Linked DNA regions of Rattus norvegicus: region 1 is linked to region 2. Evidence: chromatin contacts called from public Hi-C data. All regions are on one chromosome and are shown on one strand. Each heading gives the region's core, a stretch centred on a gene start, on an enhancer-like site or on the middle of the called end of the contact. The rest is flanking DNA. Distances are from core to core; before and after follow the strand shown.

Region 1 (3,947 bases), core at 1,363-3,862, 66 kb after region 2:
AATCACTCATTTCTCTTTTTCCTTCAGTCATATAAGTCACCTAAGTCCTTTGTAACCTGAGTAGGTTTGGCCAGAAATCTGAAGATTATTCAGATATTCCCCTCCCCACCCCAAAGCCCAGGAGGCTCATGGAAATACTTTGGCAAGAAACACAAGTTCTCATTGCCTGTCAACATGTTAAACTGAGAGTCAGAACTTCAGGTTACAACCAGGAAGGACTAAGTATTTACAAAAAACAGAATTTGTGCCCTGAGAGAGCCAGGAAATGTTTGTGTTCCTCAAACGCACTGGTGTCTCAGGTCTGTGATCCAGAGGTGGTGGAGCTGCAGACTGAGGACATAAAACCTTCATTCATGGGCTGGAGAGGTGGCTCAGTGGTTAAGAGCACTGACTGCTCTTCCAGAGGTTCTGAGTTCAAATCCCAGCAACCACATGGTGGCTCACAACCATCTGCAATGGGGTCTGATGCCCTCTTCTGGTGTGTCTGAAGACAGCTACAGTGTACTCATATACATAAAACGAATAAATGAGTTTTAAAAAAACAAAACCAAAAGCCTTCATTCTTGTATGTGTGAGCTCGGGAGGATGCCCTGGAGGTTGGAGATTTGCTTCCCCAGTTTCCTTTAGAAGAGGAGTTTACTAATGAGAAAAACAAGCGCCTGCCAGGGGGCTGCAGAGAGTACAGATGGCCAAGCTTGTGGCTGTGGTCACGGCTATGGTTACGACTGTGGTCTTGGCTGTGGTCATGGCTGTAGTCATGGTTGTGGTCCGGCTGGTCTCAAAACTCTCAGGAGTTGGGGTCAAGATCGAGGATTTTATTTGTTCCAGTCTCACAGATGACTCTGTAGCTGTGCATGTGATTAATGACAGTGAAGACCTGCAGATTGACTTTAGTCACATCCTCAGAATTAGGAGCTGTCCAGGCTGTCCAGAAGGCCGGGTTGCTTAGGTATGTCCAGTCATAGACACTGCTGTCGCTGCACTTCTGATATGCTCCACCCCAGATGCCCGCTGGGTTGTTGTTCTCCCCAGCACCAACTGACTCGTTCACGGGGACTGTCACTGTATAGATTGTATTCCCACCAGAGACCTCAGCCGTAGTGTTGATTCTCACATTGTCAGAGCTGTAGACTTTATCAAAGACCACGCAGGACCCATTATCACTGGCAAGCGGGGGAAAAGCACAGAGCCAGGCCCAGGAACAGCCCCAGGTGTGGCAGCAAGGAGCAGAGCGCAGGTGCGGTCCCAGTCTGTTGGGGTTGCAGGGCCTGGCAGTAGTCTCTACCCACCTTCTTCCATTTATATGTCTAATATCTAATATTTATTATGTATTATATATATTCAGAGGTACAATAGTATCATATTTAGGATGGATCATCCCAGTTCAAATGATCAAATCAAGAACATTTCTCACAGGCAGGCCCGGCTGCTGGGGTTTTAGTTGATTCCAGTTGTAGTCAAGTTGACAATCAAGGTTAGCCATTAGAAGCAGCAGTGTGTCTTAGCTATCTACCCTCTGTCCCCATTATCTTTGACATTTGAGTTTGTTCTTTATTCCCAGGTTGATATGTTGAAAGCTTAGTTTGTTTACTGTAGGTACTTAGTTTTCTAAAGTAATTAAGGTTATAAACCTTTCTTAAATAAAACAAACAGCAAACCTATTTCGTCATTGGTAGTGGTAGGGTACTACAGCAGATGTGTGGAGGTCAGAGAAGAGCTTTGTGGAGTTGATTCTCTTCTCACATCTTTTCATGGATTCTGGGGCGCTGAACTCAGGTTGTCAGACTTGTACAAGAACCTGTACCCACTGAGCCACCCAACTGGTCCAACTTTTCTTTTAAAAAAATTAATTACACTATTTATTTATTTAGCGCGCGCGCGTGTGTGTGTATGTGTATGTGTATATGTGTGTGTGCGCATGCGTGGTTGTCAGAGGACAACTTGTGGGATTTGATTCTCTCCATCCACAATATCTGTCCTAGGGCTCAAAGGAAGTTTTCAGGCTTGGCTTACTTGCTAAGCCATTTCACTGGTCTCCGACCTTAATATAGTCCTTTGACACATTGTTTCGGAGTGCTCACAGTAAGATTTGGGGTAGAAGGAAACACTAAGTGGGACCTTTTTTAAATGAACCATCTATTATTAGGGGATTGGTAAAAAAAACTTGGATGATATTTTGAGGATGTCAAATTAGTCATTAAAAATACCCCTGTGGCTGTGAGATGGCTTAGTGGGGAAAGGGCCTGATGTGCAAGCACGGAGACTGGAGTCTGTGTCCCTAGCCCCTGTTAAAGCTGGCCATGGTGCTGGAAGGGTGGCAGCAGGAAGAACCTAGGAGTGCTTACCAGCCTGTGGAGTCAGAACAGAGAGCTCGGGATTTTGTGACTGACCTTGTCTCTAAAAGTAAGGTAGGGAGCCAGGCAGAGTGATGCATGCCTTTCATTCCAGCGTTCAGGAGGTTGAGAGAGGTGGATGGATCTCTAGTTTCTAGTATGAGACTAGCCTTGTCTACGTAGAGAGTTTAGGCCAGCTAAGGTTATATAGTGCCCTGCCTAACAAAAGGTAAAAGACAGCAATAGAGGAAGAAGCCCCGGGTCAGCCCCGGGTCAGCCCCACTTCCGTATGTGCACACATAGGCAATTGCATCATAGATTACTCAAGCACATAGATGTGTGCGCTAGCTCTTACCTTCTCCCCCACCTCAAAAACAAACCCTATGTCTGTTTGAAGAAAAACCTATTGTTTTGGGGTTAGAGGACTCGGTGGATAAAGCACTGGCTGCACAGGCGTCAAAAGCTGACTTTATCTCCAAAACCCAAGGAAAAGGCAATTAAAGCAACACATGCCTGGAACCACAGCGGATCCTGGAGGCTTACGGGTCTGTCAATCTAACTTCGGCAGCAAGCTTCGGGCTCAGCAAGTCTCAAAAACTAGTGTGGAGATTCGATCGAGGAAAGACGTCCTGACGTCACCTCTGACCTCCACGTGCATGCACTGGAGAGTACCCTCCCAACATACCTGCACACACTTGCACACACCTGCACATACCTGCACACACCTGCACATACCTGCACACACCTGCAGCCATCTCACTACACTCCACACAGTGAAGCCCATGACTTGAAAAGAACACAGACTTCAATCGCCATGATGAGCTCTCTTATGAGTATAATTTGTTAGAAATAAACAGTTTGTTTCTCTAGTGTATTGGGTGCTTAGCGCTTTTGGTAAATGTGCAGCTGTCTCAGGGCGTGTTCACTTGTCCTTTCAGGAGCGGTGGCCGCGGCCTGGAGCAACCCCCTGTCCAGCTGGTTGAGTGCTATGCTGCATTGCTTTGGGGGAGGAATTTTGTCGTGTATACTGCTTGCAGAGCCTCCACTGAAGTTCCTTACAAACCACACTAATATTTTACTGGCATCTTCAATCTGGTAAGTTGCCTTAGGCCGCACTATGAGGGTTTTAAAGAATTGGTTAATAGACTGTAGTAAAATGGATCTTTTCCCTTGAAAGTTTTTTATGTCCTTAAGTTAATGCATGTGCAGTGAATGTTCCCAAGTAGAGCCAAAGATTTTTAAGTGCAAAGTTTGCCTCTTGCCTTTCCTCCCCTTACCTTCGCCCAGTGGAAATTGTTCTTACAGTTTTTGTGGGAATATTTTAATGTAAGAGAACATCAAATATTGGCCCAAATACTTTGTTTTGTGAAATAAACAAATAGACATGATAAGGAAGTGTGAACAACTAAAAAGTCCAAATGGTTATGGCTTATACATAACTTTTCTCATCTTCTTTTCTGTTGGCTTTGCATTTGCTTGTTTATTGATTGATCGATAGGTTCACTGTGTAGCCCTGGCTGTCCTGAACAAAACTCAGTATGTTCCTCGGGCTGTCCTCCAACTCACAGGGATCTACCAGCCTCTGCCTCCCCAGTGCTGGGGTTAAAGGTTTGC
Region 2 (4,083 bases), core at 1,200-3,699:
TTCTCACTACTCAGGACTGTCCATCTTGTATTTAGTCTGTTTTTCATGACCTTTTCACCTGTCTGGCTCTGCTATTGTACCTGAGCTTTGCAATTCAAGCAGTACCTTTTTGGTTTATAATAAAACTATGAGTTTAGATGGGTGTAGGGTAAGGAGTCCCAGGGGTGACAAGCATCCTGAGGGCTTAGTGCCTTGCAGCATTGGTCTCTCCCATTACACTAGGGTTGGGAGTGCTTTACGGTTTGCTCCACGGTGCCCAGGCTGCAGGAGCAATCTCAAACATGACTTTCCTCATCATTGATTCAGCCTGTAGTTATCCTGCTGGAGCTTCTGCTTCATGGCGTATCTCATATCTGCTCACATTCAGGCAGCTGATGCAAGGTCAATGGCGAACCTGGCACTGGGTCAGAGAGGTACGTTCTTTCCACCTCTACAGAGCTGCTCACATGGCAGGGGCAGGGGTTATATGATACTCCTACCGAGAAGGGGACCGTCCCCCGAGAAGGGGACCGTCCCCCGAGAAGGGAACTAGAATGCAGTTGTAGCAATAATACAGTCAACAGCAATATAAATAAATGTATTAATGCTATACCATGTGCTACTCGTGATCCTAAATAACTTATCTGTTTTTCCTTCTTATTTGAATCCCACAGTTCTAGCACTGTTCCCATTTTACAAATAAGGAAACAGAACAGAGAGAAGTTTGGTAATTTGCTTAGCACCACACAGGTGAACAACGGAGACATTTCAACGTGGGTAAACATAACCCCCAGAGCCCAGTTGCTCTTACTCACCGAGGTACAATTCGTTTATGAATATATTGTCCCAAATCCTGTGACCTTCAGAGAGAGAAATGCCTGGGGAGTCATTGTTTCATCAGACACTTAACAAGCAACATCTGATGGACATGTATTCAGCATGGGAATGATGGCTATGGAAGAGATAGGAGACAGGAAATATCACTAAGTGGGGTAGAGCACTGAGAATACAGAAGACAAAGGATGACGTATGTGCGTGCCTGTGATTCTGGCGTGTGCAGGGGGTGAGGTGGGGGTGGGGCACAATTTTGTATGCTAAAAGCTCTTAGGTATTGGGCTGATGAGATGGCTCAGCAGGGAAGACACTTGCTGCCAAATCTGAAGACCTGAATTTGATCCCTGAAACTTACCAGTGGAAGAACACCTCCCTCCAGTTGTTCTCCGACCTCCACACATTGGCCTGGGAGCACCTCCCTCAATAGATGGATAAATGTAATCTGAAAAAGTTTAAAGCTCTTCACTGGGAAGGTGGCATCTGAGTAAAAAGACCTAAGGAATGCCAGCGCTTTGAGGGCAGACGTTTATGTCTGGTTTTGTTTGGAATTATCCTCTTGACCTCTAAACAGGGCCTGACTCGGGCATAAGCTTCCAGTGCTGACCTGATTCACAGGAGAGGAAGGGGAGGGAAGGACCTCTACTGGATAACCTGGGAGAGGCACGTTTAGGCAGAGAGAACCCTGCCAAAGCTGGAGGCAGGGGGATGCCTGATGTGTTCCTGAAAGGATGAACCGGAGTATTTCACTTCTCTGGAGCTAAGTCAAGCCCAGGGGAGGAAAGGACGGCCTGACTAGCAATAAAGGGATCTCAGTAGCCACTTAAAGTCTACTGCTTGCTTTCCTTCTGGTGTGTGTGTGTGTGTGTGTGTGTGTGTGTGTGTGTGTGTGTGTGTGTGTGGGCTTGCTTGCTTGCTTGCTTGCTTTTCAGACAAGGTTTCCCTCATTATCTAAATCAGGGCGGCTTCAGATGCCCCATCCTCTTGCTTGGCCTTGCAGATGTTATTACATCTGTATGCTTAGTTTTGAATGAAATGGAAAGCCACCGAAGAGTTTAGATCTCAGAATCTGACAGAAGTCTGACTAGGGTTTTCTCAGGTCATTCTGGAAGATACAGGACAGAGGAAGGGAGACAAGAACAGAGTCCCTCCATCCCTGAAACAACCATTCCCTGTGCTGACCAACAGGAAAAACTAGACCAGACCCTTATATGAACCCACAGTCTGTGTCCAGTGCGATGCTTTTAAATTTTGCTCTGTGTCTGCATTTCCTGGGGTAGTTGGTAAAATTGCAGGTCACAGCCCTCATCTCTCAAACTCATTAAGGGGATCTGGAGGTAGCCATTTGGATCGGACTACACCTGCCCTGGTGTTTGTAGAAGTACCCGGGGAGTTAGCAAGAGTCCGAGGTATTGGGATGCTTGCCTGTAAGAGGAGGTTGGAAACAGCAACCCCTCCCCTAAAGCCTCAGACAAAGAGGGGACCCTCTTCCTCCACTGCTCCTTGGCTGCTGCACTTGGGAGGGCTGACGGGGCAAGGTGGGGAGGGACTGGAGGGAGTCCTCGGCTGGAAGCCCCCCTCCTGCCTCCAGACAAAGGGTGGTGTCCTATAAAGGCTGTGGCAGAGACCCTGCGTCCAGGCGAGGGCGCACACAGACAGGCGCTGCGACAACTGCGACCGCGCCAGCTCCCAGCTCCTGGCAAGAAGGTGCGTTGACTTAGGGGAGTGGGAGCAGCTACTGAGGGGACTCTGGGTGACCCGGGAACTTTCGGCGGGACAGTGGCAATAGCGCGGCTCTTGGGAAGCTGGTCCGGACTCCTAACGCATGTTGTCAAACCCGTTTTAGCTGGAACGCAGAAACAGTTCCTTCCATCCCAGGGTTCTTTATCTCAACCCCAGATCTGTTAGCGACCCTCTGAGACTTGGCAGATCTGAAATTTCGACCACTAGATGTTTTCCCAGCCTCCCGAAATAATGTATATGGGCAGGTCAATGGTTTGCTACCGTGGGTGAGATAACTTATTCTTTTTAAGGGTGGAGAAGGGATAGATAGGAAATGAGGGTTCATAGACAAGCGGCACACTGGACAAAATGTGCGGAGGAGTCAAGTGTAGGCAGGCTGCGAGGCGCTGGTGTGAAGTGCGCCTCAGAACCGAAGTCCCGGGCACATGAAAGCTATTAGTCCGCAGCCCACAAAGCGTATCCAGTGAGTCCTACTGACTCAAAGCTTAACGTGGGGCTGCTTAAGAGAGACAAGCTTGCCCATAGTATAGTATGTATAGCGGGTGCTAAAATGTGAGTGTGTATGTGTATGTGTGAGCGAGGATGGGGTGTACACCTCAGACCAGCAGTGATGGGGAGTGGGTTGGGTTAAGTAGATAGGTAGGGACCTTCCTTGTACTGTTAACTTTTTAATTATTTTTTGAACTGGCATGGGCTAACTTTTTAAAAATCAACGTATAAGGTGTTAGGTATTGCTGTAACAGTTTCAAATAAACTGTGTTTTAGTCGTTTCCTTCTCTCATCTCACTGCCCTCTACCCTCATACCATTCCCACACACACACACACACACACCTTGTAACCTTCCCCGGTAAATCTTGCTGGCTTGGTGCTTTTTCCTTAAGAGAGCAGAGCAGTGCCTGGTGTTGGCTGTCAGACCCCATCCATCCTCTGTTCAGCTTTCCAAACTGCTGCCCAGCTCTCTCTCTCTCTCTCTCTCTCTCTCTCTCTCTCTCTCTCTCTGGACCAAGTCTTAAGAGACAAACACACGGATTGGGTTGGGTTGCAGGAGATAAACTGAAAACCCTAAGAACAAAAGAGCTGTTTGAGCCTGAAGGCCTGGGGCTAGCCATGTATGCAGTGAGCTTTGGACTTTTGTGCCTTTCTAGATGACCTGGGTTTTGTGTCCAGGAGCTGCGGGCACCAAAGAGCAGCAATTAGCAGCATGATCTCCTCTTGGAGGATCGCCATTTTCTCCAGTTAATGGGCTACTCTCTGGTGACCATATAATAAACTTACAGTTTATTTAACATAGCATTAGTCCAGGCGCTTTCTACAGCCCCCATGCCTTAGTGAGATAGTTCATCCAGGCAGGCCTTAAGCGTATGATCCTTTTTATTTCCTTAACGTTTTTATGTGTATGGGTATGTATCTGTGCCTGACTTTCCTGGCTGGCACCCAGACGAGGAGGCTGATTCTTCTGGAGTTAGAGTTACAGACAACTATGAGCTGCCAAGTAGCTACTGGGAATTGAACTCCAGTCCTCTGAATGA

Evidence for each region. A called contact is a pair of places that touch in the nucleus more often than the background predicts.
Region 1: a Hi-C map of liver shows a contact between it and region 2, with 2.9 times the contacts expected there. The contact joins the enhancer-like site here to the promoter of Tal2 in region 2. A contact is called at or near these places in 8 of 12 Hi-C or Micro-C datasets (Schwann cells, frontal cortex, hepatocytes and 3 more).

What each region holds. Positions count from the first base shown.
Region 1 is chr5:73,269,604-73,273,550 of GRCr8, forward strand. It overlaps Tmem38b (transmembrane protein 38B), which reads left to right. Exons shown (of 6, transcript NM_001014191.1): 2 at 3,272-3,428. It also overlaps the pseudogene Plet1-ps1. Among named protein-coding and RNA genes, the nearest start is that of Tmem38b, 16 kb to the left of the region's middle. Within about 2 kb of position 2,613, at least 1 of the 93 cell types and tissues checked has an H3K27ac peak or open chromatin away from gene starts, as enhancers often do. A contact at or near this core is called in liver, where this site is marked.
Region 2 is chr5:73,203,923-73,208,005 of GRCr8, forward strand. It overlaps Tal2 (TAL bHLH transcription factor 2), which reads left to right and starts at 2,450. Exons shown (of 2, transcript NM_001109462.1): 1 at 2,450-2,517.